2 separate regions of the Triticum aestivum genome follow, and region 2 is linked to region 1. Evidence: chromatin contacts called from public Hi-C data. All regions are on one chromosome and are shown on one strand. The core of a region is the stretch at or near the end of the contact, and the rest is flanking DNA. Distances in the headings are between cores, read along the strand shown. Region 1 holds the start of LOC123113831 (squalene synthase 1). Region 2 holds the start of LOC123113832 (protochlorophyllide-dependent translocon component 52, chloroplastic).

Region 1 (7,469 bases), core at 354-2,853:
GGCTTCACAAATTAAAGTGCCACTGCACAAATGGCATGCAGATAATAAAACATGAGAGGGTGTGCCATTTATACCACCTGGAAGAAATACTCGACACAAAACAAGCAAAAAGTTGGCATAAGCTCTAGTGCTTATGATTCTGAGAACAATAAAGAAAACCTTCAGGGCATACAAGTACATCCGACTGTTCAGTTCTTTGTCTGGTTCTACTGTAAGTGTAACTATAAGCATTTTACTTCCTCTTTTTTCACTTCACCCTTACAAACCTGACTGACATGACAATTTCACTAATGATCGTCAATAAAAGGTCCATATTTAAAGAAGTCTTGCGTTTACTTTCATAAAGTGTCGTCAGTGCTGACTAAATGATCGATGTGTCCCCCGAGGACTTTGACAAAACAACAACGAAGGCGCAAGTTTTCAACCGCACACTGGGAACTAGGAAGCTGAGGAACAGGAATCATTACCCTTCGCCTAGCTCCAGGAAAGCCGTGGAGACTTGCCTAAAATTATCCATGAGCACTCTGTAGTCGTTTGCTCCACCTGAAGGCCAAAGTACACACATGATTAGATGAACAAGAAGAAGAGCACAGTTGAGTTGAGCACAAGGACAGCTTTTTGTTAAGGAGAGGGGGAGAGATCGGATGCATACATGAAAAGAGCCAGTCCGGGTTGTAGATGTGGCGGTAGAAGTCCCGAAGGATGGGCAGCTTGACCTCGTTAGGGATGGCGGTGTCGTCCTCTGCAGTTATACATATTGATCGCAGTGAGCAAACAGTGGTTGGTACAAGTACTAAAAAGGAAGGCAGCGATGAACTTGACCCAGAAGATTCCATCAAACGCGGCAAAATGAATTCAAACAAACAGAGTGCGCAGTAGCAGGGGTAATAAGGGTGCTGACCGACGGTGTCCAGGGCCCGGAGCACGAGGTAGAAGACGCAGACCTGCAGGGTGAGAACCAGAGCAACATCAGCGGCCGTAGATGTTTCAGAGATTTCAGAGATTCGGATCGGAGGGGATCCGGAGGGGAAGGGGAAGGGGAAGCGGGAATTGCGTGCTTACGGCATTGCGGAGCTCGGGGCCTAGCTGCTGGATGACGAGCGCGAAGCTGCGGGAGACCCGCTGCAGCATGTCGTAGGCGAAGGCCCAGTGCTCCTGCGGCGGGATCTGGCGCCTGATCCGCCCCGCCGCCAGCTTGAGCCTGAGCAGCGCCGGCACCTCCTCCGGCCGCGACAGCATCCCCATCGCCGCCGCACGAACCGAAATCACAAATCAAATCAAATCACCGCAGCCGGACGGATCCTGCGGGCCGCCGGGGGTGGGACGGGACACGAAGCTACGAGCAGGAACGCGATGGTACCGAGGCGCTGCGTGGCGTGTGTGGGCGCGGTGCGGTGCGGTTGTCGCCGCCGGCCGGGGTGCCCGGTCCTCTATTTATCCCGCGGCCCGCTAACCCCCAGCTCCTCCGCGGTGGTGAGGCGAGGTGACTTGCCCGCACACGGGTGGCGTGGCGCAGAGGGGAGCAGGGGAGGGCGGGCCCGCGGCGTCAGTGAGCCGGCGGCTGGCGGCGGATCTGGCCGGGTGGAGGCGCCCGCAGCCCCCACGTCGTGATGGGACCCACTGGAGTTATACTACTACGCCTGGTCCTACTGGCTGGATGGACCCGGGACTCGGGATGCAATCCACTTGGAGCGACCCGGGGGAGGACGGCGTCGCACCGCACCGGAGAGGAGATTTGTCGAGCCCGTTGATCGCATCCGGTCAGCGCGGCCGACCAGCGACCGATTTTTTTTCCATGGTAATACGTATCTCATTCATATCATAAAGAACAAAGTACAAGTCACGTAAGAACCGACATGACAAAACTGAAAAGATAGCGTGTCCTTGCCAGGATAATCTTCTTTTTGGGGCAGGATGATAATCCTTTTTTAGTAGTCGGTGCTAGGATAATCTTCCGCCTGATGAGTACGGCGTGCTGTTTGCGCGTTGCGGCGTTGGACCGACCCAAGAGAAACACCCAAACGGCCTCGTCTGTGTGAATTCCTGTGGGTTCAGAGGTTCTGCGGAGAAAACGTGTGATTCGGACAGGGCCAAAGTGATTGAACCAGAACAAACTTATCATTTTTTTTACGGGTGAAACAAACTTATCTCGCAAAAAGGAAGAACATAACGAGCTTGCATTGCTTACAATCTCGTGGATTAAAATGTTTCATAACTAAAAATGGCTTGCAAAAAGCCCGGATGTCTGCCAAGTCGAGCTCCAACAGACCGAACCCACCAAATAAACCTCTCCACGCATTCACTATGGCTGACCGGCCTACCGTCTACCTGCATCCCATAGCGACTCGGCGAGGCACAGCCCGTACGCCACATGGTATCTCATACTTCCTCCGTCCGAAAATACTTGTCACTAAAATGACAAGTATTTTCAAACGGAGGGAGTACCTGCCAACCTACAACCAGTTCGTTGCTTGGACAGTTGGACTGCTGGAAGAAGCGACCTATCCGACCAGGCGACAGATGGATGAACGGTCGATATGCCTTGATTTTTTTTTCCTTGGCGAAGATTAGCTTGCTGGGAGTACTAAAAAAAAAGAAGAAGATAGATTAGCTTCGCTGGGATGATCTTCAAGGGGATCGCTATGTTTGCGCGTTTGACCTCCTATAAAATAACTCGGTTTGCCTTAATTAGCTTGCTATAAGATAATCTTTTTTAGGGCAGGATATTTTTCCTTTTTAGTCGTTGTTAGGATTATCGCCTGCTTGTTTACACCGTCATGTTTGCGCCACCGACCCAAGAGGAACACCCAAACGACCCGACCTTTCTAAATTCTTGTCCCTTCACAAGTTTTACGGAGAGAACGTGTGATTCGGACAGGGCCAAACCTGTACCGATGACAAACTTGCATTCCTCACAAGCTCATGGATTAAAATGTTTCATAACCACCTTTCAAAAAAAAAAGTTTCATAACCAAAAGTGTCTTGAAACAATTTTTACTTACTTTTTTCACTGGTTTTTTCAAGGAAAGAATATGGTCTCACCGGAGTCCCATCACATCCAAAAGGTGACTTTTGTATCAATGAATTTCATGCTCAAAAATATAAACAACCGTAACTTTGTACTTTGTAGGCATGAGTCAAAGGAGCTTGACCTTTTGGCAGCATGTGCATGCTTCGTTTCATGAGCAAAATAATTTTGCGCCCTACGATGTGCATGTCATCCATGAACGCAATGTGAACTCGATATCACATTGATGATATATCATCTACAACTCCGTCATGAAGTTTTGCAGCGCGATTCACCGAGTGGAGATAATATGAACATTGGGCTCGTCAACCATCGAGATCGCAATATTACTATAATGTTATATACTCCCTCCGTTCCTAAATATATGTCTTTTTAGAGATTCCACTATGGACTACATACGAAGGAAAATGAGTGAATCTACACTCTAAAATATGTCTATATACATCCGCATGTAGTTTATAGTGGAATCTCAAAAAATACTTATATTTAGGAATGGAGGGAGTAGTTTGCATGGACGGTCGTGATGTACAACATGACCGAGGGAGTGTCATTCATTTTGAATGAAGCTCAAGGGGCACCATGTGTGGGACGCCATATGCCGATTCTAACTCTAGTACCGATGAATTTGGAATCGATGACCAACTCGTTGACCATCCGGTTATCTCAGAATTTTATTGTTGTACTAGAAATATTTACATGTTATCTATAAATGCACTATGCTCTCTAATTTTTAAGGCCTCACCATCAATAAAATTGGGTCACCCGATTTTGACCGGGTTAACAATTTCTCAAGGAGCTCTCTCATTTAATTCTTTTAATTCATTATGCTCCCTAGTTTTGGAGCTCTCCCATTGGATTAATTTTAATTTTGGTTCACAATTTTGATCGGGTCAACGATTTTTCAAATCAATCGGCAGCAATCGACATATAAAAACATATCAATTCCGTGCATCCTCTCACCACTAGAAAAAGAAGCACCAACATGTATACTGTAGCATCAACGTAATACATGTGGCCACCGACCTAGAAAATTTTCCCACATAATTATGGGTTGATTAACAAATAACTCAGATTCACACCGCGAAAAGGCCCACCAAAACACTGCATTATGAATAAAAATAAAAAAAACACTCCATCATCTCCCCAACTTGCCAAACCAAATACTCCATTGGTTCCAAAATATAAGGCGTATTATTTTTTGTAAAGTCAAATTTCTTTAACTTTGATCAATTTCAAAGCCAAAAATATCGACATCCACAATACCAAATACGTAAAATATGGAAATTTATTTCATGATAAATCTAATGATACTGGTTTGATATTATGGATATTGATATATTTCTCTATAAATTTGGTCAAACTTAAAATGTTTGACCTTAACAAACTAATACACCTTATATTTTGAAACAGACGAAGTGATTTTTGTATGAAAAAGCATCAAAATATTGTATGGATGAATCTTATAAATGTTGCAGGCTTAAAAATATTATCAGACATTCATGGGACATGGTTGGATGGTGAGACTGGTCTAGAAAAGTTCATGAATAAATATTGTATCCGTTTTAGGGGTTGGGGTTGAATGGGGATGTATCTGGTGCACCAGAGCAATTGGTGCTACCGGTGCACCAGTCCTCCTTGCACATTAAAAAATGTTCAAAAAAATCTGAAAAAAATTAGTGCGATGACACAACATCAATGTATATTGTCACAAAATTTGAAACACTGCTCGAGATACAAAAATGACAAATTTGACACTGAATAGTACATAACACAAGTTGGGCTTCAGTTTTGGCCCATTAGCACATTAATGTCAAATTTGTTATTTTTATATCTCGTGCAATGTTTCGAATTTTAATTTGATTTTTTTACAACATACATTGAGGTTGTGTCAATGCACTAATTTTTTCCAGATTTTTTCAAACATTTTTTAGTGTGCAACAGGGTCTGGTGCACCGGTAGCACCAATTGCCCCGATGCATCAAATACGTTGAAGATGCCCATACGTGGAGAGGTGTGGCAGCGGAGGTTGAACACATGTCCTTGTCGTCCTCCTCATCTGCTATCAGTTCATTAGACTTTGCAACAAAGTTAATGCCGACAATAAAGCACCCCATCTGCCACAGTTCAAATTGGTTGGACACCACGCCGATTGTACCACCTCCAAGTACCGTACAACGGCTGGGATGTGTGGCCGGGTGATCGATGTGCTGTGATTGGTTCGCCTTAATTTGATTTGCTAGGACAATATTCTTTTTCCACATTTTGGGGTGTTTCGTCCTCTGAATTCAGTTTAACGCGAGCTGTTTTCAGTCCAGTCTTTGATTGAATTCCATTCGTTAAGCACTTTTGACTTGTTTGTACTTATTTGTATTATAGACACAAGCATAGTGAACGTGTACATCTGCAGCACACGTCCCTCTTAAAGTTACAAGAATGACTATTGAAGCTGTCACTATCTTTCACGTACTTGAAAAATAGGCTTATCAGCGGTAGGAGTACCTTGTAAGCAAACTCATTGGTTCGTCGCTGTCTGCATTAAAGCACAACCAAAGTGGTCAACTTCTCAGCTTGACCGAAGATGATAAGCTAGCCCCTGAAAATGAAAGCATGATGAGTCTAATATATAAGAAATGTCAGGCAAAAATTTGTTGGAAGCAAGTAGAATACTACAAGTGACTCTTAGAACATCTCAAACCGATCCCTTGAAAAACAGTAGAGGAGTAAAACACGGTTTTAAATAGCTAAATTGCACCTAGCTGATCCCTTATCGACCTTAAAGGATTAAAATTTATATTGTCGGCCCCAACCCTTATATTTACTCAGTCGCCCATTCGGCGAGTAAAATCTAGCTCTCTCCCCACCGCTCGGCCTCATTCCATTCCGGTGCCGCCCAATCCATTCCGCAACCCTAAATTGCACCCCGCATCCTCGCCGGCACGCCCTGCGTCCACTCTGGCACCGCCCCGCCGCCCAAATGGCCAGATCCAGATGACGATTAGAAGCGCGGATTCACGCCGCCACGTGCAGCGATCTCGAGCCCGAGGTCGCAGTGAATCCTCTCACGGCGCCACGTCCTCCTCCCGGTTCCCCGACCTGCCACCAGTGTCAGCACCGTAGAGGAGGTACCACGACGTGCTGTAGCGATCGTTGGGGACCGATATCATGGACCAGGAAGCCCATCGTTGCATCTGGATCAGCTCCTACCAGTGTGCGGCGCATGCAACATGGGCATACGACATTCAGGCATTGCGCCTCCACGACGAGGCTCAACTTCCCCTTCGGCTGCCCCGCGAGCTGCGGGAGGACCGGGGGCAGGGGGTGAGGGAGTCCTGGATTAGGGGGTCCTCCGACAGCCGGGCTATATACTTTGGCCGGACTGTTGGACTATGAAGATACAAGATTGAAGACTTCGTCCCGTGTCCGGATGAGACTCTCCTTTGCGTGGAAGGCAAGATTGAAAATTCGGATATGTAGATTTCCTTCTCTGTAACCGACTCTATGTAACTCTAGCCCCCTCCAGTGGATATATAAACCGGAGGGTTTAGTCCATAGGATAACAACAATCATAATCATAGGCTAGCTTCAAGGGTTTAGCCTCTACGATCTCATGGGTGATCAATTCTTGTAATACTCATATCATCAAGATCAATCAAGCAGGAAGTAGGGTATTACCTCCATCGAGAGGGCCCGAACCTGGGTAAACATCGTGTCCCCCGCCTCCTGTTACCATTAGCCTTAGACGCAGAGTTCAGGACCCCCTACCCGAGATCCGCCGGTTTTGACACCGACATTGCTGCTTTCATTGAAAGTTCCACTGTGCCGTCACGGTAAGGCTTGATGGCTCGCCTTGTTATCAAGGACAATATCACCTCTGGGGGAGCCCTAGCTTTAGGCCAAACTCTTTGACTAGGCGGCTTCGTCATGACCGCCCGATCGGCTGTCGCGCCGACGATGACTTCTCAGGTCATCAAAAACAGCCTCCACGTCAGCTCGGAACTTGCCGAACTGATGGATCCAATGGAGCTCTTCTCCCTGAACGAGCTCTTGGATCGCATCGCCGCTCTGGGGGTCGCTACGGACTATGATCGGATCGGGCTTAAACCCGACCAAAGGGAGACTAACTCTCCGCCGGTCACCCATCAGATAGCGGTGGTGGAGGAGCAATGCATCGATTCCTCCTCTATTTTGAGGACGAACTATGTCCAGATTCCCGAGCTCTCCGAGCCAGGTACCCGTCTACGGGAGGACATAGCCCAAGCTCTGAACCTAGAATCGGATAGCGGGCCAGAAAAATTGGGCAACATCCCGGAGCCCAAGCTGCCAAGCTTGGAAGCTCCTCTGCCCCTGGGTCTCAGTTCGGGTCAGGGTCTGGACTTAAATCTACCCACCCACCCAGATACAAGCGATCTTTCCCACATTAGATAAGAGCCCCAAGAGACAG
Region 2 (6,992 bases), core at 1,332-3,831, 570 kb after region 1:
TTGTTCTGACCATACTGCCTTGGTATTGAAAGGAGAGCCTGATGCCGGTCAGGTTGGCCCAAAAGTTAGGAGATACGAGGCATTTTGGGAACGTGAGTCCTCACTTCCATAAGTAATCAAGATGCATGGGAGTCTGTTGGTGATGTTGATAATCTGGACAAGCTCTAGGAAGCTCTTTAGCAAGACCATGGCAACTCTAGGGCGTGGAGCAGTAAGAAGTTTGGTAACGTGGCTAGAGAATTAGCCAAGGAGCAGTTCTTTTGCCAGAATCCGACCCCTACCCAGCTTCTCCCAAAATCTTTCAACCCCATTTGTTTTACAATCCTATCTAATTAGGTCCTAACTATATAGGATTGTAAAACAAATGAGGCTCGGAGATTCTGGGAGAAGCTGGGTAGGGGTCAGATTCTAGGAGAGTCCCCAGATTCTGGCAAAAGAACTGGGCCCAAGTCTAGGTCCCAGCTCGAGGAGCTTATGAACATGAAGGCCGACAGAGAGGATATTAGGAGAATCATGGACAAAATGAATGAGTTGATTTATCAGGAGGAGATGATGTGGATGCAAAGATTAAGGATCACATGGCTTAAGGAGCGCGATAGAAACACTAAATATTTTCAGAGTAAGGCGATTTGGAAAGCCCGGAAGAATAAAAGAAGGGAGCTTACAGATAGCATTGATATTGTGCATTCTGATTTTGATGGGATGGCTAGCTTTGCAAATGATTATTTTTCATAACATTTATGTTGTTGATCCATCCCTGAACACGACACCAATTCTTGATCGTTTGGAGGCTAGAGTGAAATCAGCGATTAATGAGAGACTATGTGCATAGTTTACAGATAAAGAAATATCAAATGCCCTTTTCTAGATTGATCATTTCAAGGCTCCTAGTCAAGATGGTTTTTATGACATTCTTTCAACGTAATTGGGGTACACTCAAGGACGTGTTATTTGCTCTATTAAGGATTTTCTTCAGAATAAGACTTATGTCGAAAGGGGTAAATTCTACCTCTATAGTTCTCATTCCAAAAATCCCTAACCCCGTTTACATTGTGTGATTATAGGCCAATAATTTTATGCAATGTCATTTATAAAAGTGGTTTCCAAATGCATTGTTAATAGGATATGACCATTGTTGGATGATTTCATCTCTCTATAGCAAAGTGCTTTTATTCCGGGGAGGATGATCATGGACAATACTCTTGTAGAGCTTGAATGCATTCACTATATTAAACAGGAAAAGGTCCTACCCAGAGCTTCTGTGCTTACAAGCTTGATCTATCAAAAGCTTATAATAGAGTAGATTGGGTGTTCTTGGAGCAGGTGATGCAAAAGTTGGGTATCTCTCGCTAGTTGGTGGACTGGATAATGTCTTGTGTCACGTAAATGAGGTTTTTCGTCAAATTAAACGGGTCCCTCTTGGATTATTTTCCACCGTCGCATGGTCTTCGGCAAGGAGACCCTCTCTCTCTCTCTCTATTTTTGTTTCTGTTTGCGGCGGACGACTTATTTGTAGTTCTCACACACAATGTCTCAGTGGGCGATATCACTCCTCTCAAGGTATGCATAGAGCACCTAGTTTTTCACACGTGTTGTTCGCTGATGATACTATGTTATTCTTTGAGGCATCTCGTGGCCAAGCAGAGAGGGAGGGGGTAGCTTACCAGCTTCGAGGTGGGGGGAGACATGGCAGAGAGGAGGATGGCTGGACGGAGTCGAAGAAGAAAGGGAGAAGCAGCTGTCGCTGCCGGGGAGTGCTCCTGCCGCCTCTTGCCGATGCAGGGGAGTGTCGCAGCCGCAGATCTGAGTCGTCGCCGCCACCGGTGCCAACAACAAAGGAGGGCTTGTCCTACAACTAGAGGTGAGTGAGTAAATGGGGTGGTGAGGGTATATTTGGCGCCACCCCCACCTCGGCTGATTTTCCCCTCCCGCCATCTCCGCCCGCATCCCCCTTGCACCACGCCCGACGTCGCGTCTTCGTTTTTCACCCCACTTAGCCTGGCTCGCTGGAAACGGCAAATTCGAGCGTTCCCAGCGAGCCAGGCTCTGGGGTGCTTTAAGTTCCGTGCAGATGCGAGTCAGGTCGACCTGCAGGCAACCAAACGGTCCATTTTCATCCTGCACGGGCCTGGTTGGGCTATGCAGCCTACCAAATGCGCCCTAGTAGTATACGTGGCCATGGGCAGCCCGGCCCAGACGGCCTGACCCGATCCGGCCCGAAAATCCCGAGCCGAGCTGAGCCCGAGCATGCCATCGGGCCTGAAAATTGAGCCAGCTGGGCAGGTCAGGCCGGGCTCGGGCTTGCGCAAAACATGATTTTAGCCATAGCCAGGCCGTGCCGGGCTTTTACGGGCTCGGGCCTGATTTAGTAGGCCCGACGGCCAGGCCGGGCCGGGCTCGAGCCTGGGTTTTCAACACCGGGCTTTTTTTTAGTCCGGCCCGGTCCGAGGTATGCCCAGGTAAAACTAGTATAGTAGTATAATTTTGGATTGGTTGTTTGGTTTCACTGTTCCATTTGCCTCGGAACGCACTCCACGCGTTCTGCACCTGCCAGGTAGAGACGTGGCGATAAGTCGTACCGGCGAACCGCAGCCGCAGCCGCAGCCGCGCTCCCGCGCGCACTCCACACAGCCACAGGTTCTTCCACTGCCGTTGGCCGCCGCGGGATCAATCGACGCGCCATGGATCCCCTCTCCCTCCTCGTCCCCCGCGCGCGCCCTTCGCTCCCGCTCCCGCTCCGCGCCGCCGCCCCGGCCATCAGCAGCGCCAGAGCGGCGGCACCGGCCCCGCGACGGTGGCGGCAGCGCGCGCGGCTGTCGTCGCCGGTGTCGGCCGTGGCGGCGGAGGCGCCCTCGGCGCCGTCGCCGTTCGGTGGCGAGGAGAAGGAGAAGGAGAAGGAGGAGGGGCAGTTCGAGTGGCTGGACCAGTGGTACCCGCTGGCCCCGGTGTGCGACCTGGACCCCGGCGCGCCGCACGGCAAGACGGTGCTGGGCCTCCGCGTGGTGGCCTGGTACGACCGCGCCGTCGACGAGTGGCGCGTGTTCGACGACGCCTGCCCGCACCGCCTGGCGCCGCTCTCCGAGGGCCGCATCGACGACAAGGGCCGCCTCCAGTGCGTCTACCACGGCTGGTGCTTCGACGGCCGCGGCTCCTGCCAGTTCATCCCCCAGGCCCCCGCCCTCGGCCCCCCTGTAATCACCATTAATCCCCTCTCTTTCTTTCTTTCTCCCTCGATCGATCAGAAAACCAAAATGGAAATGGATTGCGCGGTGCAGGTGCACAAGAACAGCAAGGCGTGCGTGGCGTCGTACCCGAGCGTGGTGCAGAACAACATCCTGTGGTTCTACCCGAGGGCCGACGAGGAGCACCAGGACATTCTGCAGAGGAAGCGCCCGCCATTCATCCCGGAGATCGACGACCCCTCCTTCGTCACCGTCTACGGCGTCAGGGACCTCCCCTACGGGTACACATCCTCAACCTCGATACATGCGGCAGCCTCCCTCCATTGCAGAATCTCACAGCTCACTTGATACCCTTGTAGGTACGATGTGTTGGTGGAGAACCTCATGGACCCTGCACACGTCCCCTACGCGCACAAGGGGCTGATGGGCAAGCTTCGCAAGAAGGAAGACCCCGGAAGATAAGCCCCTGCCCTGACATGACCGACACGGCCGAGTTCATCAGTTCACACTGTCACTGAATGGGTGTGTTGATTCAGTTGTTGTTCTTCTCTTCACAGTTGAGTTCGACGTCGAAGGCGGCGGGCCAGTGAAGATGAAGATAGAGGAGGCGAATATCGCCGGCTTCCTGTCGGAGCAGGACAATAGCGGCTACTTCCGGTATGTCGCGCCATGCACCTTCTACGGCTCGCCCCTCCCCAAAGAGGAAAAGGGAGAGGTATGAATCGATTGATTGGGCAGACACATTTTCCATCATTGTTGCCGGTGCAAGCAAAACTTGCAGCACCTCAGAGGAGAACAAACAGGGGTTGTTCAGAAGTTGACAGTTCGTTCTTTTGGTTTGTGCAGGAGAAGAAGAAGCCGCCGCCTCAGTTCATGCTGGTGTTCATGTGCGTCCCGGTGTCTCCAGGGAAAAGCAGGGTGATCTGGGCGTTCCCGAGGAACGTCGGCGTCTGGCTCGACAAGGTCATACCGCGGTGGTACTACCACATCGGCCAGAACGCCATCCTGGACTCAGACATCTACCTCCTCCATATCGAGGTGATGATTCTTCAGCTCAAGCTCAGTGATTCTGAATTTCAGAGCCTTGTCCAGGATATGGAGCTCAGTCAGCAAGCAAACCCGCTGTTCTTCCCTCATTTCAGGAGCGCAACTTCGCCGCGGCGGGCGTCGAAAACTGGCAGAAAGCCGTGTATGTGCCGACGTCATCGGACAACATGGTGATCGCCTTCAGGAACTGGTTCAGAAAGCACTGCAAGAGTCAGGTCGGCTGGGCCGCCCCAACAATCGGCCAGCTACCAGAGACTCCAACCAAAGACAAGCTCATGGAGAGGTACAAATAATGCAACATTCTAACTCTTCTCCATGCCAAACCTGAATACCTGAGGATTCAGTGAACCCCATCTGAACGAATTTTGCGATGGCGTCCACAGGTACTGGTCGCACGTTGCGCAGTGCAGGAGCTGCAGCGCCGCGCTGAAGACCATGAAGGCGCTGGAGGTCGCCCTGCAGGTCGCTTCGGTGGCGGTCGTCGGGTTCCTCGCCGTCGCCAAGGGGACGCTGGTGACGTCGGTCGTGCAGAGAGCCGCCGTCGTGTCCTTGGCCGTGCTGTGCTTCGCCGCGTCCCGCTGGCTCGCGAGCTTCATCGAGAAGAACTTCTATTTCCAGGATTACGTCCATGCCTACAAGTGAAGGCCATAATCCTGCGCCTTCCGTTGCTAGGGTTTTGTAGCTCCTGACTTGATGCAGCTTTAGAAAGTGTACATGAAGCACATTGCTTTGTTTGATACCGATAGTAGCTGTATATAAAAGCACCTAGTTTTTTCTCTTCAAACCAAAACCGGTTTCCGATTTTCACTCAAATCCAGTACATAAATGCTAAATGGGTGACAAAAGGAAATTAAGAATTTTGTATCAAGTACCAGGTGCTATTACCAGGCAAATCAAGAAACTTGTTGCCGCAAAACCATACAAGGAACAACAATATAACTTCTTATTGATATATGATTGGTGTTTTCAAAAGCACATCCAGGTATTATTTCACTTCACAAAACTACCAAGTTATAAAAGGGCAATACATCTTAATGTCAGTGTGTACATCGCTTCCCCAAAACATATCTATAAGAAAAATTGTGTTGTTGGTTACTGAATTCCTGGTAAAACTGGATGCCCTTTTTGAGGAGGCGGATTCAGAATTATGTCTATGGCCTAGCAAACTTATCTAAGGTGAGTACAAGTCGAACCCCATTTCGGAGAACAAAGCACCATATGACACCACCCTTAGGCCCTGAAATGGAAAACAGTTCCAGTGAATTTTTACAAAGAAATTAGCTATCAAAGTACAGACGACCCGCAGCATTCATGTTCAGAACAATACAGCTTTCTGGGTAATTAAGACTTCCATCAACTTACCTAGTCATATATGAATCATCCACAGTACTAACAACGATGTTCTCACCCACTTCAACAAAAGGCGGGGCCTGCAATTGGCAAAAAGTTGATGCAAGTGAGAAATACTTCAAGCTGCAGGACTATCAAATTTCTTGGTTTCTAATTTTAATATTGATAATTAAGAGATTGCAAAACAATTAATGAATAAAAAAAATATGGCTTTTCCATACACCATTCCACAAAGGTCTATGTAAATATACTCTACGAAATGGTACCCATCAACTTACAAGCACTGTAAGGCCATTATCCAGCAAGACCCTCTTATATCTGCATTTAGTACAAACACAAGTTTAGTTACCGCATAACACCAGGCCTCAAACAATTGATGATAAGAGATGATGAAGCTGATCAAAGGGGAATCTGCAATGCGCATGTGCATGGATACAATTCCATAGTGCGTGAACTACTGTTTACTGCTTTTGCAGGGATTTTTGTTATGAAACTAGCTAATCTGTTGTTATAGTTCTGCTGCATGTAACTCATAACTGCTCCCTCCGTTTCTATTTTCTAAATATAAGCCTTTTTAGAGATTCATTACGGACTACATATGGATGTATATAGACGTATTTTAGAATGTAGATTCACTCATTTTGCTCCGTATGTAGTCCATATTGGAATCTCTAAGAAGATTTATATTTAGGAACGGAGGGAGTACACAATTAACTTTCAAGTTTCTTCTCCGGGCATATAATTATCCATCAGGTATGTTCACTCCAGACAAAAATATCACATTATGACTAGAACACTAAGGCTCACTCCAAGCAATATATGCACCAATAATATGGAACATATTACTCTATTACCATAACTTCATTGCTGAGCATTTGACAAGGGTGCTTATTTCGAGCCGCAAAATATGAGAAGTACCCGGTGTATCTACTTGGACTTGACTTACTATTCAACCCATAAAAGGTATTGGAACAATGAATAACCCAAAAACTCATCAATACATAATAAATAGATGCTGCAGAAATAATAATTAATTTGATGATGGAAGTAATATGATTTTTTGTTTGAGCAAACGCAAAAGACTTTTGTGTTTCATTATACTGAAAAGGAAGAGAGTTTGTTACAACCTCCTAAGAGGTAGGATTACAGGCAAAATGAGGAGGCACTGTGGAACTCACTGAGGTGTAGCAGTTAGGCCTTTTGCATTAGGCTGTGCTTCAACAACAGTGCAAGTCACACGAGGAGGCACTGAGCCAGACAACGCTCGGCCATCAAAGAATTGTAGAGTTACCTTCATCTCATCTGAAAAAAAAATGATATTGGAAATTTGAGTTAAACGGTCTCAATCAAAATTTAATTTAACCATTGTCTTTATTTCGATGAGATCAAATACATTTAAAACCATTTTGACAA

Evidence for each region. A called contact is a pair of places that touch in the nucleus more often than the background predicts.
Region 2: a contact with region 1 is called in a Hi-C map of leaf, with 3 times the contacts expected there. The contact joins the promoter of LOC123113832 here to the promoter of LOC123113831 in region 1. A contact is called at or near these places in 2 of 5 Hi-C or Micro-C datasets (both in leaf).

What each region holds. Positions count from the first base shown.
Region 1 is chr5B:639,365,786-639,373,254 of IWGSC CS RefSeq v2.1, forward strand. LOC123113831 (squalene synthase 1) reads right to left here and starts at 1,604. Exons shown (of 13, transcript XM_044535143.1): 1 at 1,063-1,604; 2 at 902-944; 3 at 653-742; 4 at 468-543. The coding sequence starts at 1,245.
Region 2 is chr5B:639,938,509-639,945,500 of IWGSC CS RefSeq v2.1, forward strand. LOC123113832 (protochlorophyllide-dependent translocon component 52, chloroplastic) reads left to right here and starts at 2,582. Exons shown (of 7, transcript XM_044535145.1): 1 at 2,582-3,191; 2 at 3,276-3,463; 3 at 3,542-3,640; 4 at 3,738-3,897; 5 at 4,029-4,220; 6 at 4,325-4,512; 7 at 4,613-5,042. The coding sequence starts at 2,682. The coding sequence ends at 4,871. It overlaps LOC123113833 (elongation factor P), which reads right to left. Exons shown (of 11, transcript XM_044535146.1): 8 at 6,758-6,881; 9 at 5,858-5,897; 10 at 5,592-5,659; 11 at 5,153-5,466. The coding sequence ends at 5,460.